7 separate regions of the Mus musculus genome follow, and all the other regions are linked to region 3. A link is a contact called in public HiCAR-type and promoter capture Hi-C data. All regions are on one chromosome and are shown on one strand. Each heading gives the region's core, a stretch centred on a gene start, on an enhancer-like site or on the middle of the called end of the contact. The rest is flanking DNA. Distances are from core to core; before and after follow the strand shown.

Evidence for each region. Promoter capture Hi-C pulls out the DNA fragments that hold promoters and counts their contacts. HiCAR-type assays count read pairs that join an accessible place to other places.
Region 1: a promoter capture Hi-C map of hippocampal neurons shows a contact between it and region 3, with 3 times the contacts expected there. The contact joins the enhancer-like site here to the promoter of Hibadh in region 3. A contact is called at or near these places in 2 of 39 promoter capture datasets (the 3T3-L1 cell line and hippocampal neurons), 1 of 115 datasets of contacts at active chromatin or transcription factors (astrocytes) and 2 of 9 other capture datasets (adipose tissue and embryonic stem cells).
Region 2: a contact with region 3 is called in a promoter capture Hi-C map of pre-B cells, with 2.5 times the contacts expected there. The contact joins the enhancer-like site here to the promoter of Hibadh in region 3. A contact is called at or near these places in 5 of 39 promoter capture datasets (hippocampal neurons, liver, pre-B cells and 1 more) and 1 of 9 other capture datasets (adipose tissue).
Region 4: a HiCAR-type map of astrocytes shows a contact between it and region 3, with 2.5 times the contacts expected there. The contact joins the promoter of C530044C16Rik here to the promoter of Hibadh in region 3. A contact is called at or near these places in 3 of 39 promoter capture datasets (hippocampal neurons and liver) and 1 of 115 datasets of contacts at active chromatin or transcription factors (astrocytes).
Region 5: a promoter capture Hi-C map of liver shows a contact between it and region 3, with 3 times the contacts expected there. The contact joins the promoter of Prr15 here to the promoter of Hibadh in region 3. A contact is called at or near these places in 2 of 39 promoter capture datasets (hippocampal neurons and liver).
Region 6: a promoter capture Hi-C map of the HPC-7 cell line shows a contact between it and region 3, with 3 times the contacts expected there. The contact joins the enhancer-like site here to the promoter of Hibadh in region 3. A contact is called at or near these places in 3 of 39 promoter capture datasets (the HPC-7 cell line, hippocampal neurons and pre-B cells), 2 of 115 datasets of contacts at active chromatin or transcription factors (astrocytes and pancreatic cancer cells) and 2 of 9 other capture datasets (adipose tissue and liver).
Region 7: a promoter capture Hi-C map of liver shows a contact between it and region 3, with 3 times the contacts expected there. The contact joins the promoter of Chn2 here to the promoter of Hibadh in region 3. A contact is called at or near these places in 3 of 39 promoter capture datasets (the 3T3-L1 cell line and liver).

The regions. Positions count from the first base shown.
Region 1 is chr6:51,215,136-51,218,294 of GRCm38.p6, forward strand. No RefSeq gene overlaps it. Among named protein-coding and RNA genes, the nearest start is that of Gm32403, 9.4 kb to the left of the region's middle. Within about 2 kb of position 1,511, at least 48 of the 459 cell types and tissues checked have an H3K27ac peak or open chromatin away from gene starts, as enhancers often do. A contact at or near this core is called in adipose tissue, where this site is marked.
Region 2 is chr6:50,937,722-50,941,244 of GRCm38.p6, forward strand. Gm31686 (a long non-coding RNA gene) reads right to left here. Exons shown (of 4, transcript XR_377658.3): 3 at 999-1,245. Among named protein-coding and RNA genes, the nearest start is that of Gm31686, 4.9 kb to the right of the region's middle. Within about 2 kb of position 1,835, at least 17 of the 459 cell types and tissues checked have an H3K27ac peak or open chromatin away from gene starts, as enhancers often do. A contact at or near this core is called in pre-B cells, where this site is marked.
Region 3 is chr6:52,638,707-52,641,938 of GRCm38.p6, forward strand. Hibadh (3-hydroxyisobutyrate dehydrogenase) reads right to left here and starts at 1,594. Exons shown (of 8, transcript NM_145567.1): 1 at 1,455-1,594. The coding sequence starts at 1,542. It overlaps LOC115490472 (a small nucleolar RNA gene), which reads right to left and starts at 649; the gene lies at 528-649.
Region 4 is chr6:50,774,088-50,777,615 of GRCm38.p6, forward strand. It overlaps C530044C16Rik (RIKEN cDNA C530044C16 gene), which reads left to right and starts at 2,028. Exons shown (of 5, transcript NR_045984.1): 1 at 2,028-2,062; 2 at 2,182-2,316.
Region 5 is chr6:54,324,762-54,328,274 of GRCm38.p6, forward strand. Prr15 (proline rich 15) reads left to right here and starts at 2,140. Exons shown (of 2, transcript NM_030024.3): 1 at 2,140-2,549. The region is part of intron 4 of 9130019P16Rik (RIKEN cDNA 9130019P16 gene); the gene reads right to left.
Region 6 is chr6:51,382,568-51,385,837 of GRCm38.p6, forward strand. All of the region lies in intron 1 of Gm6559 (predicted gene 6559), which reads left to right. Among named protein-coding and RNA genes, the nearest start is that of Gm6559, 4.5 kb to the left of the region's middle. Within about 2 kb of position 1,619, at least 50 of the 459 cell types and tissues checked have an H3K27ac peak or open chromatin away from gene starts, as enhancers often do. A contact at or near this core is called in the HPC-7 cell line, where this site is marked.
Region 7 is chr6:54,038,052-54,041,736 of GRCm38.p6, forward strand. Chn2 (chimerin 2) reads left to right here and starts at 1,881. Exons shown (of 13, transcript NM_001163640.1): 1 at 1,881-2,104. The coding sequence starts at 2,056.

The DNA of each region.
Region 1 (3,159 bases), core at 261-2,760, 1.4 Mb before region 3:
GCTTTCTTGTCCTGTACAGTCTCTGTTGAGCATTTCCACCTTTTGTGAAGGGTGGGTTCTAGACAATCTAAGTGAGAAGAGCATACAGAAGAGAGTTTTTCCTTTTTTTTAAAAAAAATTATTTATTTATTTATTTATTTATTTATTTATTTATTTTGAGACAGGGTTTCTTTGTATAGCCCTGGTTGTCCTGGAACTAGATCTCTAGACCAGGCTGATCTCAAACTCACAGAAATCCACCTGCCTCTGCCGCCCAAGCGCTGGGATTAAAGGTGTATACTACCATTGCCCGCAGATTTTGCATCTTAACTGCTACAACTCACTACAACACTCCCCGTTCCTGTCATTCCAATACCTCTTTCCCACTCTCCTATCCCCTGTACCCATCTCCTCCAAGACTTTCCAAGTTCTGCTTTCTCCTGACATCTTTCCCAGGGCCCCAGCTGGAAGCTCCGCCTTCGAAGGGCTCTGCCCACAAAGGGCTCCGCCTGCCACGGACCATAGGTTGGCTCTACCCAGCACAGCTTTGTAAGGGCTCCACGTTGTCTCATAAAGTTATAGGTGATCTTCCCGAAGCCTTCCAGAAGGTTCTTCCTCAGCCTTGAGGCTCTGTTATGCTTTGACCCCAGGCTGCTTGCTCCCAAGGTCGATGAGTGTTTACCAAGATCCAAAGACTTGTTTTCCCAGTAACCCTCACAGGGGAAATTTTCTCTAGACTCGGTCCCTCTTGGCGTGAGGGGATGGAGGGTAGGTCAGCGCCTCTGACCACATTTCTTCTGGGGACTGTTTTCCCCTCATTAATCCTGCTGTCAAGATTAAGAATAGCTCGAGACCCTGCGGCAAAGGCTAATGGAGATTGTTTTGTTCTTTTTCTTCCCTCTCACCCTGTTCCTATGGAACCTTCTTCTACCTCCTTGCTAAATACACATCTCCTTTCTGATTGGACGTCACACTTTTCAAAACAAAACATGTGAGAGGCTGCCTTAAACACAAGGATGAAAATCTCCCAGGAAAACTCAAGGTTCTGTGGGCAGCAGTGTCACATTCACAATGTGGACAGGTGACGCTTGATTTTGTTTTAAACATATTGGAATTCTAGCAGTATCCAAATGCCCAGAGATTTAATGAGGGCATGTGTTCTCAGGAAACAGAAACTCACCCAAATTATGCAAGTCAAACAGACAGGATAGAAGTTAGTGGGGCCAGCCATTTCTGCCTTTCCAAACATAGTAGACATGAAGGTTTTAAATTTTTATTTATAAAGGGAACATTGCGTTTAAGGTTCCAGACTACAGAATTGCTACAACTGCAGAGAGAGTAAATTCTCTACTCCTCGTGATGTGTAATTTTAGCTCTATAAAGCGATATAAAGATTGTGACATATGTGTCAACAACTGGGGCATCAGGCCCTGGGCGATGACCCAAAACAACTTTCCTCAGACTTACAACACAGTAACTGGGAGGGTTATTGGCAGCCAGCCTGAGAGAGGCTCTGACAAGGAGCTCAGCAAGCCTGCCAAATGCGACCTCCTTCCAGAACGAGGTCAAAGTTGTCTGCAGAAGCCAAGGATGCAAAGTGGAAGTCAGAGCTCTGACCAATCAGTAAGTTAAGTCGCTGTTGGTGCCCGTCTGGAGCCAGCCGTCTGGAGCCAGCCATAGGTTTGTTTGCTCCACTGGCAATCCTGTCTTATGAATATGTAAGAGCAAGACCGTGACACTCTACACTTGTGCCCACTACCACCAAGGGAAGTCATTTAATAGTCCCGAACATTTAGTGACAACTCTTTCACACCATTTCAAGTTCACTTCCATCTTCTCTTACCGTTTGTTTTAGAATTGTCTTGTGGCTGATAATAAATAAATAAATAAATAAATAAATAAATAAATCCTACTACCTAAATTAGGGTGTGAAGATCTCCCAGCACCCAGTTCTCTGCATATGAAGAATGGCAGAGCTTAACCCCGTGCTCAGACTCAGGCATGGCAGCTCTGTCTCAACTTCCTTCCTTCCTCCCTCCCTCCTTCCTCCCTCCCTCCTCCCTCCCTCCCTCCCTCCTTCCCTCCCTCCCTCAATCCTTCCCTTCCTCCTCCCTCCCTCCTTCCCTCCCTCCCTCCTCCCTCCCCCCTCCTACGCAAATCCAGACAGGGTGAAGCCAGGACCATCACTGATTCACCATTATTAAGAAAGAAAGAGCCCGGCAGTGGTGGCCCAGCACTTGGGAGTCAGAGGCAGGCAGATTTCTGAGTTTGAGGCTAGCCTGGTCTTCAGAGTGAGTTCCAGGACAATCAGGGCTATACAGAGAAACCCTGTCTCAAAAAGGAAGGGAGGAAGGAAGGGAGGGAGGGAGGGAGGGAGGGAGGGAGGGAGGGAGAGAGAGAGAGAGAGAGAGAGAGAGAGAGAGAGAGAGAGAGAGAGAGAAGGAAGGAAGGAAGGAAGGAAGGAAGGAAGGAAGGAAGGAAGGAAGGAAGGAAGGAAGGAAGGAAGACAAAGAGGGGGAGGGAGGGAGAGAGAAGAGGGAGGGGGAGGAAGGGGGGACACAAAGAGGATAAAAGAAGACAGGAAGAAAAAGATGAGGTTTGACTTTGACATTTGGCCAGAACAGTACCAGTGGTAAGGCACACGCCACTTCAATCCTTTGTGACAGGCAGGGTCAGGGACTGGGCCGTCATGATGTATCCTCCCTCAGCAGAAGGTTTTGCTTCCCAGCTTCCTAAGCAAATGAAATGGAGGAACAGTGGTCCCCTTGACCATCAGAGATTCTTCTGTCACCAGAAGCAGATGAGATGAACAATGTATGCAAGGACTTTGGAGATAATATGGTGGTAAGAAAATGTGAGGCCACAACATACTTATGAGGTGACATATCATCTATTCCAAGCAAAAATTGGACAGAACTACCACTAACATTTTAATCCAAAATTCAAAACAAAGACCTGAAAATCAAACTGAAGCCAGTCTTGGAATAGGGGACTGACTGTGCTCTGCAAGGGAACCAAGGGCTGCAATGGGTCTGGCTTCAGCCATAGACGCCACAGGGTGATGCCCATGGAGAGACGGGCTGAAGGACAGCACAGTAACTTGGTCCAGCGTTGAGGAAGACAGCCTGGCTCCCTCATCTGCTCCTCTCTACACTGGGGTACTGGAACCCACTCAGTGAG
Region 2 (3,523 bases), core at 585-3,084, 1.7 Mb before region 3:
TTACCTAAATAATGAGGATTAGTTCAGTCTACCTTCCTTCTTGTGAGGGAGGGAGGATGGCGCCATGGTCAAGGACAAATGAGATGACTGTTTATGGGAGCAATCGAGAAATGGGACAGGCATTATTTGTACAAAACAGAGGTAGTATTGTGTGGGGATTTTTTTTTCTAGCTGACTTCAGTTCCAGCCCAAATATCTATGGCTCCAGAATTTTTAATTGGTTAATTGTGGAAAAGCCAATGAATGGGGAAGTTAAAAGTCCCAGTCGAGTGCCAAGGTTTAGTGTGAGGCACATCATTCATGTGAGCATGGCACATCTTCCATAAAGCAGGGATGTGGCCACAATGCCTGCTCTGCTTCTAAAATCCTTTGGCCATTTTGCCACTGACATCTGTCCTTGGAATATTACGTGGTTTTCTTACAGATTCTTCCTAACTCAAACTCATCCTGACAGATGAACCAGGGAAGGCTGGTATTTCCAAAACACCTCTTGGTTAGTGTGAGTCTAATCACCTCCTTTCTCTGATTAAGGTTTGACCTAGCTACTCTCCGCCACTTCTTCTCAGGGCATCTATGGTGACTGCTCTAAGGTAGAATATCCCACACGTTCCATGCTCAGGGTCATTCTACCCACGCAGTGAAACTTCATACAGGTAGGACAGGCACAATCCATGTTTTGCAATGTACCATAGATCTCTGTGCCTCCATGTCCTCATCTGTGAAATGGGTACTATATTACTGACTATCACAGACTAAGGTGGCACTGAGTACACATCTCTGTCCCAGACACTGAGTAGCTGTCACTCTTCTGGTTCACAGAGCACACTCTAGAACTTAGAGTCACTTCTGAATTTGATCCCAATGTTCGTCTTGCTGTTTCATTTTTCATTTTCTAGCAGTCCAACATACATTCATTCCAACCCCCACCCCAAATACGGAGTTCAATATATGCTAGTTTAAACTTACAAATGTAAACAATTTATGAAGTGTATGCTTACCACAGGCCTGTATTTTATTTATGATCCAGTACTGAGTCCATCTCACGAACTATAATATAGTTATCATAAACTCGACAACATGTTGGTGGATCTTGCCTACTGGTATTTCATAGTTTCGTGTACACGTGTAATTTTGATTCATGGTATTTTCAGCTTACAATGGTTTTGTTGGGGACATAGTCCCGTTGTAAACCGAGGAGCATCTGTACTTGTGAATACGTTCTTCAGGCCTCTGCTGTAGCATTTCCTTAGGAAAAAAAAAGAAAAGAAAAAGAAAAAAAATTCACTTCTTCCTCTCTAGTGACCCCTGGTGGCCAGCATGGAAATGAACATGGCAAACAGTGTTAGATGTGAAGACCGGTCTCAGTGGCATTTTGAAACACCGCGTGTATCTTAGACAATGTCCTCCTCCTATCTCCCTCACACTGCTGCATCCCCTACACTGGGACCCCTCTCACACTCTAACATACTGCTGCCCATTCAATACCTACTGGCTACGTGCATTTACTGTGGCAGGTCAAACAATACCATCCTGAGAAATTCATGCAGATTCTAAAGACATCACATAGAGAGAACAATAAAATATGAAACATATATTTTATTATTTTAATTTGTATTGATTATATACTGAAATGATATACTGTCTGTGTCTTACAGAGTTTTTATCACCAGAGTAATTGTACTCTGTCATGCACTACTTTCCTGTGACACTTCTTGTCTTTAAGATTGGATCTGGCTATGTAAGCCTGGACTGATGAAGAACTGGGGTTGCAGGTGTGTACAAAGCCACCCCCTCCTTCTCCCAGGCTGGGGTTAAAACTAGTGCCTTGTGCATGACACGAAAGTCAGTTCAGCTAAACAAAGTCTTCAGTTCCCCTCCAGGGCACAGGTTTCTGACCAGGCTTCCAGGCATGGGCTCCCTCTTGTGGAGCAGGTTTTAAGTCCAATTAGAGAGTGCTTGGCTACCCCTATAATAGGAATTCCATAATTGCACATCTTGCCAGGCAGGTTGATCTTGTAGTTTGTAGGTTTCACATCTGGGTAAGAGCTTGGATGATCTTTCCCCTAACAGCCTGCGTAGAACTGTCTGGACTATGAAAGCTAGCTGGCAGGGAGAACAACCTCTTTAATGGCTGTATAAGTGTCACGTTTATGGGTGTATGTTCTCTATTCAGATAATCTGGGAATAAGCCATCGATTAAGCAAAATTGAACATAATACTTCAAAGCACCCTTTGCAGTTTCTGTGGCCACTACACCAGCTTCTGGCAAAAAAATAAATAAATAAAAAGATAGTCATAATTGTATGAGCAACATCCTTAGTGAACTCAGCTGTTTCTCTTTGCTCTCTCCTCATTCGTCAGGGAGGATTTTGATATTCATATCACAATTACAAGATAGAGTGATTTGGGTCCTTAAATTACATATGGAAGTTAACCTTTCACCTTGAACAGCATCCTAAGTTAAGAATAAATAATGATTGCATTAAGCCATGTGTGATCTTTTAAAGATGTGTTTTACTGTGTACAGGTATGTGTTGTCTGTCTGTGTCTACACATGGGCATGCATGTGCTCTCAGAGGCCAGTAGAGGGCGTCAGATCCCCTGCAGCTAAAGCTCTAAGCAGTCATGAGCTGCCTGTGACAGCAGAGCTAGGACCCCAGGAAGAACTCTTAACCTCTGAGCCATCTCTCTAGGCAAGCTAATGGAAATTATCTTAAATGATATTGGCTATTTGGTTAATATGGGTTTTTTTTTGAGATAAGTTCCTAGAAGCAGAATTGCAAAGTCAAAAGGTATATATGTTTTTAATGACTTTTGCTGAGAAATTGAACAGTCATTTTACTCTTATATTCCTTATGTAAAAGGCCAGGTAAGGCACTGAAGGTCGATTGCTCCTTGGTACCTTGAGGATGATAGTTCTATGCTGATGAATAATTCTGCTCACAGAATATACAAAAGAAGATGTTGCCTTTTAAGAATGATGGCTTTGGAATGGAGGTTTTTTTTTTTAACTGCATGAGCTGTGTAGGCACTTTCAAGAAATAAGGATTATAGAAAAGGGAGCAGCAAGTAGCTTGAGTGTGCCTGGGCAGAGCTTCAAAATTGAAGGGCGTTGGTTGTTATTGTGGTAGGGAGGCTCTGGTCCAGCCTGTCTGTCTGGGATATAACTCACACTCTGCGGATGGGCCACTTGGGCCACAGGCTGCATCTTTGAATCCATCTATGGATTCGCTCTGTAAATCTCACTACATACAGCTGGGCCAGGCTCTTTTCATCTATCACAAACCACTGCCTTTCGTTTGATAACGACATTTGGTCCTTTAAGAGACGCAGATGTTAGATGTGGAAGGGGTGAAGATAAGACCACAAAACTTTTAAGATTCCTCCCAACTCTGAGACTCCCGCATGAGAGGCTCTGCAAGGAAGTGAGAGAGGTTGCCTGGTGCCTGAGTCTGCTCTGGAAGAGATCACAGTGGCCTGCGAGCCACATTGCAATCCGCAGGGAGCAGGGCTCTCTGGAAGC
Region 3 (3,232 bases), core at 344-2,843:
TTCATAACCCTTAAAAGGTACATGAATGGTTCAAGAAACTATCATTAGTCACCTTGTAAAAACACTAAACAGCAAATATATCATCCTGAACTAATCAGATCTCAAAATGTTGTACACTGATAAGAAAACTGCTGCTCCCTTCAAAGTGTTTTTAAAAAGAAAAAAATTATATCCAAAATCATGTGTTTGCATCTGGCTAATCACAATTCCTTATCTGTCATCTGCTACCTATTGCACACAAATGCTCTTCCAAAGCAGAAAGAAATTTCATAAGTTTTTCCTGAGGGCAAAGACTGGGAGCTGCTCAGAAATCAACTCCCAACATATTTCTTACACAAAAATTAAAACAAGTGAACACAAGCACCCTGAATCCAGAGCCTCCTGCATGCTAAGCAAAGGCAACGGTGTTTTGTTTGCTAGTCCTGTATATGATAGTGCTAACCAGCACATTGTTAAAATAAACTTTTACATTTAAAAAAAAAAATCCTTCGGTATCTCCCACAAATCAACCAATTTTTTTTTTCAACACATGTTCCCAACAGGTTAACTGCTAGACAAGTAGCATATGAAAACCCTCATGGGAATTTTTCTTTATGGTCATGTCCACAGCAAATGAGAAACTGCATTCTAAAAGCCTTGGTAATGACCATTTCAACCAATTCTTAATTAAAGAGGTGTCTTGATGTCCTAGAAAATCCAAGAGTCAGGGAGAAACAAGGGGTACTTCCTGGATCTTGTTGGAGAAGTCCCAATTTACTCATTCTAAGGCCTTGGGAGATCCTCATGTGAAAAGCAGTTCTCAGATATTCATGTCGCTCTAAAAGCTTAAAACCTGGTCACTTTCCATACTTGCAGCACAGCATAGTAGTCGGTTAGGTTATAGACACAACTTTGAGGCAAAGAATTGTGGTTAATATTTCGACAAAAGTCCACCACTTTGAGGCAGCACAACTCCATTTCATAATGGAGTTCGCTCTGCTTGCTGGTCAAGGGTGACAAACTTTGCTGGATTTCTAGGATACCGCCATGCCACCGACTAGAGTAGTTAAAACACAAATTAGGCCTTGAAGTCTGAGGGAGCCCCCGCTTAGGGTGAAGCCAGGGAGCTGGAAGGCCAGGGGTCCCAGAGGTGGGTGCGGTGGGGTCACCTCTGGAGCTGAGCCCTCCAAATGTCCTAGGAGCCCCAAATCCAAAGCGCACGCCAGGGACCCAAACATTCCTCCCTTCATCACAAGCTGTTCCTGGGTCCCGCAGAGGAAACGCTGAACAATCTGGAGCCGGGCATAGGGCAGGAGTGGAAGGCTGACGGCTCAGGAGGCAGTTACAAGGGGGCCCAGGCCTAGGAGGCGACCACAATTGTCGCTTTTACCCTCAAACCAACCGCAGCCCTTCGGGCGAAAAGCCCTCCTCGGATGACCAGAGGAAGAAGAGCAGATGGGGCGCGAGGTCCTTACCCGCTGCAAGGCTGCCCACGGGCCGCCGCCGGCCGCTCCAGTACCAGAGGCCGGAGGCTGCTCCCCGGAACCCCAAGGAGGCTGCCATGCTGTCCCCCGCCCCGCCTCCGCGCCGTGACCTCCGCCGCCTCACACACGGCCTGTGAACTACGAGTGTGCGCAGCCGGGATGGCCCGCACCTCCGTAAGGACAGCTCGCGCACGCGCTCTCCTTGCTCGGCTTGGACTCCGCCCAGCGCGGGGCGGAGCACTGTGTTGAGAGGCGTGGCCGGAGTCGGGAACAGTCCAATCAGGATCCCGAAATCCATAGACGCCCTGCCTTGCCTCCGGCTCCTGCTGAATTTACAACCTTTGGGTGAGAGAATTCTTGTTTACCCAAAAGCTGAGGGGTGTGTGGGAGGCGGTGGCTGTCGCTCACTACCGCCTCCTCCGAGCACCTGCACTGAGCAACTGCCTCTTCACTGGGCTGCTAATTGTTTTTCTTCCTCCCAGACAAGAACCGCAGCTACTGCAGTATTAAAGGAAAGAGCAGAAATGTTGTGTTTCCTAGTATAGGGACTCATTTTTAACTTCAGTAATAAATACATGGACCTCCCAGGGTTAACATATATATTTTCAGCGTCTGTTGAAACACAATCACAGAATCTACCATGTGTGTAATAACTGAAATCTATGTGATATACAACTCAATGGTTTTTCCAGTCGTATTTGAAAAGTAGTAGGGAAGTAATTTAATAGCACTGTTCTCTTTGAAGAGTAGAATTTCTAGGAACTTACTGAGTTCCAAGAAATGCGTCAATGTTTAAAATTTTCTACAACCTGCATCTTTTGAACCCAAAATCTAATGGTACATTTAAACCCAGGAAGTAGTATATATGTATATTATAAAAACAGATATTTTGCTGATCTTTCCTTATTTGACTATTTGGTATATTTGGTGGCTTAAATAAGCATGGCCCCCATAGACTCATATGTTTGAGTGCTTGGCACATAGGAGGTGTGACTTTATTGGAGAAGGTGTGGCCTTGTTGGAGGAAAGGCATCACTGTGGAGACCAGCTTTGAGGTCTTACATATGCTCAAACGACAGCTAGTGTGGCACACAGTCCCCTTCTGCTGCTTTCAGATCAAGACCTAGAACTCTCAGCACCAACTCTAGCGCCACGTCTGCCTGGATGCTGCTATGTGCCCCACCATGATGACAATAGACTAGGTCACTGCAACTGTAAGCCAGCCCCAATTAAATGGTTTTGTTTTTATAAGAGTGGCCATGGTTATAGTGTCTTTTCACAGCAATGAAACCCTAAGTAAGACAGTATACATATTTGAATATCTGTTCCTTGAGGATAATCGCAAAGTATTCAATTTCCACTGGAGAATTTTTATCTTCAGTACACTAAAACAAGACTTGTAACCTTTGAAGAAAAGTAGGCCAAGAGGCAAGAATGGGGCTTGGGGGGTAGGGGGAGGGCAAGCAATAAGAAAACCAAGATGCCTACCTTCCATCCTCAAAAAAAAAAAAAAAAGCAAAACAAAACAAAATGACAAAAAACACCTGTGTTCGTCTTGTTTTAATTCATTTTCCTTGTGCTGCAGTCATCCTAAAAAGCAAAATCAAGGGATTCAAGTTTGACCTTTAAAAAGCAAAGTGCCTCTTCCTAGTCACCCACAGGGCTGATAAAAGGAAAACTAAGATTGTCAATTTTTTTTTTTTTTTTTTTTTGCAGGCTCAGGAGTTCTGGCATGGTATTAATGTTCCCAGGAACCCATACGGGAGTTC
Region 4 (3,528 bases), core at 778-3,277, 1.9 Mb before region 3:
TGTGTGTGTGTGTGAGAGAGAGAGAGAGAGAGAGAGAGAGAGAGAGAGAGAGGAGAGAGAGAGAGAGAGAGAGAGAGAGAGATAGAGAGAGAGATACTTATGAGTAAAATGGCTTCCCGATGTTTTGAAAACCAGGACATGACAAGGTAAGTCCAGGTCTCTTGGCTTCTTCCTTCCCTGTCATGATTGCACCTCTATTCATCCAGTTCTACTTGTGTCAAGAGCTTCAGACTCCGCATTAATATTCTGGTGGTTGTTTTTTTTTTTTTCTTTCAATCTCTACTTTGAGCCATTTCATCTCATTTTGACTTACAGCCTCTGTGTCCTAACTACTAGGTTTTCTTCCAGCCATCCTGAGCACTTTCTTCATGCTAAACTTGGTGACTGGGTCAGGCCACTCCATGCAGAGTCAGGAAACAAATCTGTGCTGAGGGGCCGGAAACATGGCTGGCTGGGGTGGAGCTGGGGAGGGGGGGGCGGGAGGTAGAGAGATTTTTGTATTCCCCTGACTCGAAGAGGAGGCTGTTCTATGTGTTTCATGTCTTTATCTTGTCACAGTTCATGAAATTGACATGGTCACCTCCGTTCAGTAAGAAGACATTGAGGCTCAGGGACAGTAACTAGCTTGTGCAAGGTCACCTAAGCCTGTCAGTGACAACTGAAAAAATTAAGTCAGACCTCCTGTCTCCAAAGTCCCTCTGAATTCGCAGACCTCTCCAGCAAGGGTTCTGGAAGGATGTTAGGGAAGGCTGACATTCCAGCCAGACCTGGAAGTGGGACAAATTCAACTTGACTCCTTGCTGAGAGATGGAGTATATGTTAGGCAACCAATCCAGACAGGAGCGTATGACAAGGTTCTAGATTGGTTCCAGGCCAGTGCCAAGCAAGCCGCACTCAGAAGTGAGGTAAGGTTAGCTGATGGTACCATGGCTTAAAGGTTTCCCATGCTTTCATGCTCTGATGGAAATTGACTCTGCTTTTCCTTAATTTGCTAGGGAAACTTCTAGAGAAAAGAAACTCTTTTCTTGCATGGAGAGGTGACAGGAGTGTTTGCATACCTGGATGGCCCCAGAGAATTTATAGCCAATCCCTGGAGCTAGCTCGCTCGCTCTCTCTCTCTCTCTCTCTCTCTCTCTCTCTCTCTCTCTCTCTCATTAATTTTATTTATTTAATGTATGAGTGCTCTATAGCATACATATCTGCCTGCCTGAAGAGGGCATCAGATTCCCCTATAGATGGTTGTGAGCCACCATGTGGTTGCTGGTTGCTGGGAATTGAACTCATGACCTCTAGAAGAGCAGCCAGTGCTTTTAACTGCTGAGCCATCTCACTAGCCCCACTGTAAAGGTTTCGGAACCATCCAAAAAGCATGCACCAATTCTTTCCCTTCCTCTGTCCGTGATGCAGCAGCATTAGAGAATCCAGGAGGTTGAACCTATGTGACAAATAATTTGTGTCCAAAACTCCAGCTATGAGGAAGCTCATCGGTGTAGAAGGAGATGAAGTCAAGGCCGTGTGGGAGGGGAGATCTGAGTCCCGATCCTCAGCTCCTGCTGATGATGTGACATCATGACATCCTGGCACCCTCCATAGAGCTCTCAAGAGGCAAGGCAGGCTGCTCTTCAAACCAGCTCCTGGAAGGGAGAACACTGCCAAGCAAGGGACAAATCTGACTGAGATGTAACTTATAAAACATAGGGAAATGACAACGTGAACAGTTATTTTTCTCTGGAGACACACATAACAAATGGCACATTCAAATCAGCGCTGCGAATGTTAAGTAGTCTCTACATGTGCCTGGCCCTGTGACTACACAGTGCGGATTCCTGGGCTCTCCTTTCAGTCACTAAGAAGGTTTTCCCTAGATTCCCTACTGGGAACCATCTCCCAGGGATTTCTGGTTCAGGATGGCTGAAGCCCAGTGGGTCCTGTGACTCTGGCTTTCTGATGCAAGGGCCATCTGAGTTCATTTTGAGATGCTGAGACCAACCCCTATCCATTCAGAAGCCATTCGGTGTCCCTTCTTCAATTAGTTCCTTATCGTGGGGCTGCTGAAAGCATTGTGAGTATCCAGAGATGAATTAATGAGGGCTGAAAAGATCCAGAGATAGTTACATGCAAAGATGAAAAGGGCCCATTAGAATATCGGGATAAATAAAATCTGCCCTCCGCCCATTTCAGAAGACTTAATGGAACGTCGCAAAGTGTTCAGAAGGAGTTGTTCTGAGGCCTGGAGGGAGGCAGACACCGCCATTCCTGTCTGATACTTGGGGCTGTAGCTGCTGCAATCCACTCAGGCCCTCAGCTCTGGTCCAGGTCAGTGTGATGTTAGGGATAAATGTGTGTGGGGCATCCTTAGAACAAAGCCAGGGAATCGGGAATTTAAATCACTCTGATTTATGCCCAGCTTGTCAACTCTCCTGGGCTTTAGAAATGCTGAATATTCGAGCATTTGCTTTCAGATGTGGCACTTGCTTTCAGATGTGAGGTGGGGCTTGTTCCCAGTTGATTATTAACAATGGGGACCCTGACACTTCAGTGATGCTCAGCTGAAACCTTTAAACTCATCCATTCCTGCTTTGTGACGTGCTAGAGATTCCACGAATTAAGAAAAAAACACTCTATAGGAACATCATCTGACTTTTTTGAGCAGTATTTCTGCGACCAGTTAGTTACCTTGGGGGCGGGGGGCGGGGATGGAGGCTTAAGCATCCTTTATCTGTGTTCACACATCTGAGCTGCCACTCTCTTACTGAGTGTTGGGAATGCACATCAAGTCTATACTAACGAAAAATTCTTTCCTGAAGAGGAGACAATGGCGGGATACTCCTCTACCGCCTGTATTGTGGCTGCTTATTATGTATCTAACAGTGTTCCATGCTGAGCAGAAAACCTGGTTCCTCCTGCCCACGCGGTTACTATAAATGTTTCAATCAATCCCTTTCATGCAGCACAGAGCACAGGAAGCACAATGTGCAGTGACTAAACAAGCCATTTAAATTCTTCTCAGGCAGAGAGGTTAAGAGAGAGGTGGGGGGAGGAGCGGCGAGAGCAGAGATGGCCAAGGTACTGCATTCAAATGTTTTTGATGGGTTTCTAAGATACTTGTCTCTTTTCTCCGAAACAAATGCATTCATGTCCCAGGAAGGAAGGCAACGGAGGAAAATGCTCGCTGGTGAGCTCATGAGAAATGCCAAAGGAGTTGTTTGTGTCGAGCTTCAAATATCAGGGTTTCTTTATTGTGGAGCTTTGAGGCTCAGAGTCAGGCCAAGTGTTTCCATGACAACTAATAGATGTTATGTTTATTTACTGAGCAGCGGGTGAATGACGCATCAGCAACTGACATTTTAGTTTCTTTCTCCTTTTTCTCCCCTCTCCAGTAAAGGTTTGTTTTACTGGATGAAAATGGCTCCATCTTCCGTTTTATTCATCAGAGCTTCTAAGGTGAAAATAAACCTCAGTTTAATAGGATTCAGTTATTCCATGAAACACACGTTGAGGTCCCGTCCCTTTATGGGCCTCAGAGAG
Region 5 (3,513 bases), core at 890-3,389, 1.7 Mb after region 3:
TGGAGAGATGTAGTGACATGATCAGTTTCCCAGCGCCTCCAGAAATTTCAGGTTTGCTGAGCAAAAATGTCAGCGCTAAACTCCAAGATTCTGCAAGGTCTCCAAGACCTTAGTTCCTAGCACCCAGTTCTAGAAACTCATTCCTTAAGTGGGTGATCATTTATTTTGCCAAGAAAGCAACTGTTAAGACTCTGCATTGGCCCCAGTCCCAGCTGCCATTGAAAGTCTGTGTCCTACTCAGCTGCCCAGTGTCACCTCCCAGGTCTGCCCAGCCACACTCTGTGCTTACATCACCCACCTGCCCTTTGAGCCTTGAGAAGCCCAGCATCCTTCACACCTTGAGGCTCTCTTAGCTGCTGTTTACCCTGCTTTTCATGACTCTATTCATTACACACACACACACACACACACACACACACACACACACACACACACACACACACACTTCACCTTTCTATGGATATATTCACCCCCATCTAGTGGTTCTCTCATTTATAAGGTGCTTCCACTCAACCCAGGAGGCATAACAGAGACATTTGACATTGCTGAATGTATTTGAGGAGCTATCTTATTGAGAGATGAAGGATTTGTTTATTGAGAAAATGCTTGTGGCTTTGTGAAAACCACACTAGATGAAAAGCCATTCAGCAAGCTAGTGTCCTTTTCCTGGTGTCTTCATTCTTTCAACAATGTGCTTGACAAGGGCATGTCCCAGCTCCATAAACGGTGGTGGTGGCGACTCCCCAGACAAGCTTTTCTCATCATATGACATCTGCCTCCGGAAAGCTTCCTTTAAAGCTGGCAACTAGTCTTTATCAAGTACCAGTGTTATGGTTCAGTGTCCCCACTTTAAAACTAACCTCAAGAGTCAGTTTTGGTGGTATGCCAGAGTTTGAATCCAGTCTTAGTTACATAGTGAAATTCCACCAATAAAGAAAGGAAGGAAGGAGGAAGGGGGGCAGAGAAGGAGGGGAAAGGGGGAGGAGAGAGAAAGGGGCAGAGGGAGGAAGGGGGAGGGGAGTTCTCTAATCTCTGGTTAGAAACAAATCATTTCCAAATACACAGTGTATGTTCATCTTTCATTTTTTAATTGAATCCAAACTAAGACACCAACCAAGTCCTTGTATTTTCCTCTTCCCTACTGTATTGAAAGTCTCTATAAAATTCCTGCCTGCTTATCAAATCCTTATTGCAAGAGATCAGAGTTGGTTGGTGATCTGTCTCTCACCAGGCTTGTCCCGCAGAAAGTGCTCAAAGCAGACAAATTGCCTGGACTGCCTACCTTAGAGGCAAAGAAAGGGTCCTACTTGCATGTCTGCAAGCCTAGAGACCCCCAAAATCTCTTTCAAGTCGTAACTTCGCCTTAGTTAGAGAAATGTCTCCTCTAATACCGTTTTTGACAAATAACCACCGAGCTAAAGCACCTTGCACGGTGCTGGGGCCCATTGGTTCACCCTCTCAGTGGCTCTGGGCTGGAGTAATATGCTTGGATGGGTGTCGATGCGCGGTCGCCCAAACGCGAAAGATGCTTTGTAGCATAGGCACTTAGTTATGGTAAGAACCCAAGACTAACAAGCTGATAAGCTGGAATCAAACTTCCAACCCCGTTACTTCGAGATTGCCCTTCAGCATGCAATCCTGGACAACTGTTTAACCTCCGCAAAGCCATGGTTCCTTTGCAGGTCTGTTAGGAGCCATAGTGCCCAGGCCTGGGGCGGTCTGATGAGCAAGTGAGTTAACCCAAGTGAGTTGACCCAAGTGAGTTATAGTACTAGGATAGCGCCCGATGACAGCAACGACATGGTTCTCAACTCTTAGTCTTTTAGGTAAGGGCGCTTGAAACTCCCAAACAATGACAGAGTTTGAATCAGCTCTCCGAGTTAGAAAATTTGAAAGCCTTGGGACTCAAACCTCAGCGCAAGAACGGAACGCGAGCAGGGAGGCGGCGCAGCACAGCTTTTTCTCCAATCAGAGTCCGCAGGGCTGGAACCACGTTTGCAACCTCGTCCAATCTGGTCCCCAGAAGGGCGGGGACGCCTACCTGCACCTGTAGCCTGGCGGCCGCCTCCTGTCCCACCCTGACCCTCCCCTCCTCCTCAGTTCTGGTGTCTTCAGGCCTTTGGCCAACCACCAGCAAGTGGGCAGATGTCTCAGCGCGTTCCTACGGACGCTCAGGAAGGGTAGTGCGCCGGAGTCAGTAGCCCAGGTCCTGTCTAGCTGAGGCCAGAGAGCAGAGTGAACGGGAAGAAAGGACGCGCCCTAGAATGTGAGACTCCCACCGGGAAAGGCTGACCAGACTCACCCTGGGGCGGAGGATCTGACAGTCCCTGCCACCTGAGCGGACCGTGCTGCCAACCCCAGGTTGTTCCGACAGTGTGCGAGTGTCAGGGGTGTTGGGCGAGATCAGCAACAACGATTCCTGCATCTCTCCTAGTCAGCGATAAGGGACACCGCGACTAAGCTTCAGGCACCCGGAGACGCCCCCTCCGTGTTCTAGACAGCCCGCGCGGCGCAGCGCGGCGCCGCAGTGGCCCTGAAAGCCCCTACAGGTGAGTGAACCAGAGTCCCTCTGCGTCTCACAAGGCAGGCCCTGGCGCTACGAAGTCCCTGGAGAATGCTGTCTAGCGCTTTGCAGTGCCCCTCCTCCTGCTGCCAGAGGAGAGGCCCCCCCCAGAACAGTGATCTGCCTACTTTTGCATTATTTGCCATCTTTTCCTTGCGCAATTCTCACAAAGCCTTTCCGTACACACCAAGTTGGTCACTGTGGAAAAGAAAGTGTTGGGTGGCTGCCCACCACCATTAATAAATGCCTTGGGGTGCGGTGTTTTTCCGATCTGCAGAATAGGGAGTAAGACGTTTGTAGACCCCAACGTTGACGGTGCCTAAGGGTGTGGGCGCCTTTCTTAGGGAAAGAACTTTGAGCTGGTTCTGCTTTTACGGTTTTCAAGCCCCAGTCCGAGTGAGTCCTCAGGACATCCCCAGGGAGGAGATGGCGCCTCCCCGTAGGCGCAGAGACTTCCTCTACCAGGCAGTTCCGGGAGAACCTGCAACAACAAACGGCCGCACAAGTTTCCCTCCTGCGCACTGGCGAATCCCAGGAGCGCCGCGGTGCGTGGGCTGCGAAGCGGCGGAGCTGAAACCTAGAAATGGGCGGCGCGCGCGAGCCCTGCCCACTCGTGGTGGCCGTGTCCAGTAGCACGCTCACAGGAAGTGTGCCAAGAGTCTGGCTTGCACTATCAGGAGCGTCTGGGCTCCGTTATTCAATGGTTTTCTGGAGTTCCTGGTTGGGCGCTCTCCTTTGGAGGATGGAAAGGCAACCAGCAAAGAAAAGTACCAGAAGACTTTGTTTACAATAAGTAAAATCCTCAAGAGATAGAGAACTATGAAAGAAGGGTTGGGACCCGCGGCCTTCCAACAGTGTGGAGATTGGCTCTAGGGAGTTAAAGGAAGAGTGGGATGGCGGTTTCCAAGGGAAGTTAAGTCTAGACAGCCTCTGAAAATCACAAGGCAGAA
Region 6 (3,270 bases), core at 369-2,868, 1.3 Mb before region 3:
GTGGCCAAGCAGGAAAGAAAGAAGGAAAGCTATGGCTGCACACGGAATGTGTGCACAGTGACAGGCATAGCAGAAGCCGCCACGGCAGACTCTTGCCAAAGACTCTAGGCCCGGGCTGCACCGAAAGTCTTTTGATGAGATAGAAGACAAAGTATCAGCGGTCAAAACATACAATTGTTTCCGGGACATATTTGTGTATGTGTCTTTGCATATACCCCAAGTCTCAGCATAGCTCAAGCTATGATTCAAGAGACTGGTGATTTGTCATGCTCAAAGCCTTGGTCTGCAATTCCAGCACCACGAGAAAAGGCACGCAGGTATCCAATCCCCACGCTCCGGAAGTGGAGGCAGGAGGAGCAGAAGTTCAAGGTCGGGGGGTGGGAAAGTGGGTGCTCCGTGGGTAAAGTGTCTGCCAGGGAGGAATTGAATCCAAACCCCAGAAGCCACCTGAAGCTCAGAGCAGTAGCACTCATCTGTGGCAGGAGGGGAAGCCAAGAATCAATCAGCCAGTCCAGCTCACCCAACAGAAGCCAGCAAAGAGACCCTCTGTGGAACAAGAAGAATGTAAGGACCAGCATCAATTTCCATCTGTCCTTCAACCTCCACTTGCTGTAAGCATGCTCTCTCTCTCTCTCTCTCTCTCTCTCTCCCTCTCTCTCTCTGTTTCTCTCGCTTGTGCTCTCTCTCTCTCTCTCTCTCTCTCTCTCTCATACACACACACACACACACACACACACACACACACACACACACACACAGAGTTCAAGGTTATCCTTGGCAATGCAGCAGAGGAATCACCTGGGTGCTTATCACGCATCCAGGTTCCTGAGTCCTAACTCCAGAAATTCTGATTCAATTGGGGAAGGGAAAAGAGGGTGGCAGAGTTCACAACCCAACCCGACTTGGAAACCACTTGGGAGAGGGAGTGTTTCATACCCACCATAGCAGGAGCTCAGGAGGTTTCCCTCTGTCAGCAAGCTTGAGTAACAAAAACACATGAGGCTGGGAACGTGCTAGGGACATATCAGGTAAGATTAGGATTTAAATATATCCTGGGCCTCTCCTTAAGGATCATATATGTAAGTCACAGTGTGTGTGCATATATAGAACGTGCAGGTGTAATTTAATTAAAGGCAGGGCAATCAAAGAGAAAGATTCGCACGTTCTTCCTTCCTAGGCCACTTAAGGAGTGAGGTTGCAACGAAAGTCTCTCTTTTTTTCTAAGACATTATGAAAGGGGGTTAGTGTGAACAGGGTCAGGGATCGGTAGAGACATTTTCCCTACAGAGTGGAAGGAGAGAAGCTGGCAGTCACAGAGAAGCTGGTGAAGCTCCAGGTCAGGACAAGCAGCTCACACATGCCCGCCCACCTGCTGTGAACCAGACCTGAGAGAGCACCAGCACCTGCCTGGCTACCGTGTGCCTAATCCCAGAGTTGACTCGAACAAATAACATTCATAGTCTATGATTAGACAACAGCTTTTCCAAATAGAAGCCAGTACACAGTGAGACAGGAAAAAAAAAAAAAAAAAAAAAACCCTCAGCAATCTGTCTGAAAAGTAATTCTGCGATCGATCAGCAGGTGTCGCTGTTTTGCCTACGTGAACAGGGCTCTTTGTTCTTGGCCAAGTTGCTCCGACGCTCCGCGTGCAGTTAAAGACGACCAACCCGCTCTCAAGCTTGTCCCCGAGGGACTTTAATTTGGTCCGAGACAAAGAAATTCCTTCCTCAATTTTTTAAGTGGAGAAATATAGTGAAATTATGCCCGTATTCCCTAAAAAAAAAAAAAAAAAAAAACTGTATTGACATGTCATATTGTAATTTCCAGGGAACCATATAAAACCAAGCTCACACTGGTAGCTGCAGGGGCTGAGATGAGGAAGTTGAGTTTTCGTTTTATAAGATAAAAAGAGTTGGCTCCAGCCGCATATGTAGCAGAGGATGGCCTTGTCGGTCATCAATAGGAGGAGAAGCCGTTGGTCCTGTGAAGGTTCTATGCCCCAATACAAGGGAATGCCAGGGCCAGGAAGCGGGAGGGGGTGGGCTGGTGAGCAGGGAGACGGGGGAGGGGATAGCAGGTTCTCAGAGGGGAAACCAGGAATGGGAATAACATTTGAAACGTAAATAAAGAATATATCTAGTAAAAAGATCAGGAAAAAAATATAAAAAGAGTTATTGGTATTGAACGTGGGGTGCCTTTAACACCACTAAACTGTGCACTAAAATGGTTAAAATGATAAATTTTATGGTATCTGCATTTTAAAGAGTTGGTTGTGAGAGCCTAGCTTTTGGGTTTGTTTGTGTTTGGTTTTGGTTTTGTTTGTTTGTTTGTTTTTTTTTTTCAAGACAGGGTTTCTCTGTGTAGCCCTGGCTATCCTGGAACTCACTCTGTAGACCAGGCTGGCCTCGAACTCAGAAATTTGCCTGCCTCTGCCTCCCGAGTGCTGGGATTAAAGGGGTACGCCACCACGCCCGGCTGAGAGCCTAGCTTTTAATGGCTATACCATCTCTCTAGTCCATGTTATGTATTTTTTATCACAATAAAACATTCGAATAAAATGAACAGAACAGAACAAAGCAAAACCAACGCTAAGCCTATCTCTAACCCTCCTTGTAAGTCACGTTCATGAATTGGCAACATGAGCCTAGAAAGCAGATGAATTCCAGAGATGAAGTCTGCCATCTGGTGCACAGGATGAATGGACCCCTTCTGTGAAGAACTCAGAAAGCCCGTCCTGAGCAGAGGTCAAACGTCTCCTTCTGGAAGTCCTAGGGGTGGGAAAGATACCGAAGACAGCATTTAAGCTTGTGATGGACTGAGCTTACATTTAAAGAACCCACTGTGTGAAACAGAGATCCTGGCCTTTCCCGTCATATCTGCTCCTCTAGAACTCCAAACTTAAAAATCCAGAAAAGAGTCAGTACTATTTGCTGAGCCGCCCCACCCCATATGATAATATATGTTTATTTAGACCCAGTTTTCAGCATATCCATATGGGCCTAGGGAAATGGCATTCCTTACACCCAAGTAGGTCCAAGCTTGCTGGGACATTACTTCATTAGCTTGTTTGTTTAAGACAGGGGTCTCTCTACATAGCCCAGGCTGGCTTTTCCTCCGGCCCAGCTCTTCTGGGAAACCTGCTCATTCAGGATCTCTGATACAGTAGTGCCCCAAACTAAAAACCCCTGCCCTAAGAACTCAAAATATTATCTGAAGACACTCAAAATTCCACTTAAGATTCTAATCCAATCGATCAAAGCAAATGCTGTT
Region 7 (3,685 bases), core at 631-3,130, 1.4 Mb after region 3:
ACTAGTCAGACAACCAATGCCATGTCATGTCTTGAACTCTGGGTGTCCAAGAAGTTTCACTCTCATAGAGTGGTCAAGATCATGCTGGGTGAGTATATGTCCCCATAAGGCTCCAGATGAGGTCACCTCAAGGTTGCAGTGCCCTCCAAAAGTGTCTGGGGTAGGGAGACTTGGCAGTACCTGAGTCTAGTTGACCCAGGCAGATCTGTCTTAAGAGCCCCTGTAAATGGAGTCCAGGAAGAAAATGCTCAGTGTAACTGAAGTGGCCCACAGGCTTTCAGCAAGAAGTTCACCCCATCCCACCCCTTTAAACTAATCAACAAACAAAAGTGGGTGGGGCACTTGTTGGGCAGTCACACTGGGATGGCATCCCCGGTGGTGGTGGGGATATAACATATACTTTAAATCAAGTAGAAAATGTGACATGAGTGCATATCATGATCCTTTAACATTTATTATTCACTGTACATGAGGTCCTCTTCCGATGTGGAGGCCCCCAGGACCTCGCTGCTGTTCCAGAGTCACTCCTGATCATTTTCAAATGGACTATGTCCTTTTTAGCCATGTTTTTCAAATCGTGCCGCTCCCAATGAGAACACTTTCCGTTTTGCTCTATAATGAGAGTACTTTCATTCCTTTAATGTTTGCTTTTTTTCCCTTTGATCTAACAATTTCTGTTCAAATTTCACAGTTTTTCTGTAGCTTTAGGAATGAAAGAACCGATTACCCTGCTGGGAGCGTGAAACGGATTTTAAAAAATATATATCTGCATGACATTTCCTTCCAGTAAAATTAATTTAGGTTTAAATACAGGAGGATGGCACACACCGGCTCCAGTCCCTTTCTCCGGTACACCTAGGCAATTCCTTATCCTTAAAGGATTCAGTCGCACCTGCTGCAGAGTCAGTCTTTTGTGAAGATCCTACCAAGGGGCAGAGAACCACTTTCTTTGTGTAAGACCGATGCCACCTTTGGGATGTCTCTATTTCTTTTAGCACCGGTCTCAGAAGCATAGTGGACTTTGGGGGCACTGTCCCTGCCAGTGTCTGGGGTACTTAAGTGTAGCTAGATCAGCTCTCTCTGCTTTAGGAGACGCTTCTTGTGGCAGGGCAGGGACCTTCGGTTCCTGACCAACAAAGGACAAATTAAAGGGTGATGGGAAGGGCGCTTCCCAGCCTTGGTGGCATCCTGGCCTGCTCCAAACCCGCACGTAATCCTTAGAGACCTTGTCTTCTCCTTCTGGAAGTACCCCCACCCCTGCACCCCCTCCCCCGAGCTGTGTGGCTGATCCAAACCTAGAGCTTGCTGCCAGTCCCACCACCTTCCTCCTACGACCCCTCCATCCCCTTCTAATTCGGGAAGCAGCACTGTACACTGCTGCCCGGCCCGCCTCGCGTCCCTGGCGGCGTGCCCAACACCTCGGGGCAGGCTCCGAGTCCTGATGGTCTCCACCCCTTGGTCTGCAGCCTCCCCCTGCAGCCAGGGTTGCAGGAGCTGTCAAGCCGGCCGAGCGGATTCAGCCCGGAGCGCCGGCGTTCCTCTCCTTCCTTTGTGTGCGCGCGCGAGCCGAGTTGGGGAGGAGGGAGAAGGGGGAGGTCGCTGTCTATCTGTCTCCCCCGCCTTTGCCCGGGCCGCTCGAAGTGCGGCGGCGGGAGAGGCTGGATCCCTAGAGTCAGTGCCGGGAGCCGAAGGGCGCCCAGGTTCCAGTCGCGCGCAGGGAGCGGGCCCGCGGCGGGGACAGCGGGGACGCCGAGAGAGGTGGTCCCATCCTCCTGGCCGGCCGCCTTGGCCTCGCTGTGCCCCTGCCACCTCGACGCCCGCAGCGGAGTGCGCCCAGGCGCCGAGAGGGACGGCGAGCACGAATAAATAGCGGCGGCGGCAGCGCGTCATCTGGCGGAGCAGGAAGTACAGGCAGAGTCCGGAGGCCGGTGCTTCCCGCGCGTCCCCAGGACTTTGCCATGGGCTGGGGGCCGCGCGGGCTGCGAGCAGCCGGCCGAGGGCAGCGGCGACGCCGCCCGCACCAGGACTGAGAGAGCGGTGACGCGCGGCGCCGAGATGGCAGCATCCAGCAACTCTAGTCTGTCCGGCTCCTCCGTGTCCTCTGGTGAGTTTCAGCGCGCGGGCGCCCGTGCTGGGATGGAGAGTCTACCTGTGGCCGTCCCTCCCGCTCTAGGAGAGCGTGGCGCGGGACACGAGCGTCACTGGGACACTTGTTAAGGTGGTCAACACCTTTGCGTCTGAGCGGTGACAGTGTAGTGGTGGGACTCGGTGGTGTCCTAGGCGTGCGGACCTGGAGTCTGGGGCTCCTGGCGAGCAGTAGCTGCCAGCAGCCTTGCACTTTCTGCACAGCTGGAACAGGGGCAGAAGGCGCAGGGAAGCTGAGGGCACAGCTGGGCTCGGGACCTGTCTGCCTTGGTGCCAGAAACCTTGGATACTCAGAGCCAAAGAAGGGTGCAAACCCCAGCTCCTTGCAGACTCGGATTTCTTTGTTTGTTTCAGAAATTAGCTCCTTGGAGACACTCGCTTGGGGTATGGGTTTGAGAGAGCAGCCAGGACGAAAATGTGTCTTGCTCATCTGACTGAAGTGGGATAGTGGAATGGAGGTTGAGCCCAGCCTCTGACTCCTGGCGTGTTTAGTGTGTGTGTGTGAGTGTGTGTGTGTGTGTGTGTGTGTGTGTGTGTGTGTAGGGACAGACAGAGACAGAGAGACTGTGAGACAGACACAGAGAACATGTGTGCGCGCGGGAGGGGGGCGGTGGGGGCTGTAATTTTACTTTCAAGGCTTCTTTTTTTTTCAGTGTTAAATGTGGCTGGGTGAAAGAAGGGCTTTCAAGCTTTTCTATGGTTGATCAGCAGGTCTAATTGAACAGAAAAAAATGATAATGAATGTGAATGCATAAGAATCAATGGAGGCAGCCCCTCTGGTTTCTGAACATGACAGGTTTCTAATCAGACTGATGCATTAGGTACAGTTCTACTACCCCTTTGGTCACTGAAAACTTTAATAAGAAACCCTGAAGGGATGGCTGGTAAGACATTTGGCATGGTATACAGAACTCAAGGGTCCAAGACAACAGTCTTCAAGTCCTGGTGGGAATGCTCAGTGTGTTACTACTGTATGGTGTCCACAATTGAGTTCCTTTTATTTATTCTCCAAAAATTAAATCCGGAGTGGAGAAGAGATGCAGCACTGGCAGGAAGGCAGGCATTAAAAGGAATCATAGCTATGGATGTGTAACTAATCAGATTGTAGACACAAGGTGACTGTGACCAGTGTAGGTGTTCTCTTGAAAGCTACATGCTATTTTTTTTTTTTTTTTTTTTTTTTGGCCAGGTTTAGTCCCAGGGAAAGTTTAGTCCCAGGGAAATGACATTTCCTTTAATGACTGCTGCCAACTAATAAAAACAGCATTGTTAGGTGTCCGGTAGTTTAAGCGGCTGGCAGTAGGGACTGGTGGGCAGAGCAGTCAGCTCTTATTAAGAACAGCAACAAGTTGACCGCCTGTGGTTTTAATTCTGAGAACTCAGCAAATGCTAAGGCTTATTTTTAGTACCCTCAAACCACTGCTGCTGCGTTTCAATTCATTTTGGTTGACTAACATTGAATTTAAGATGCAGAGATGTTGGCTTCCTATTAGCACATGTTTCTCCCTCTCCAAAGCCTGCCCGTTTGATGGACTGAGGG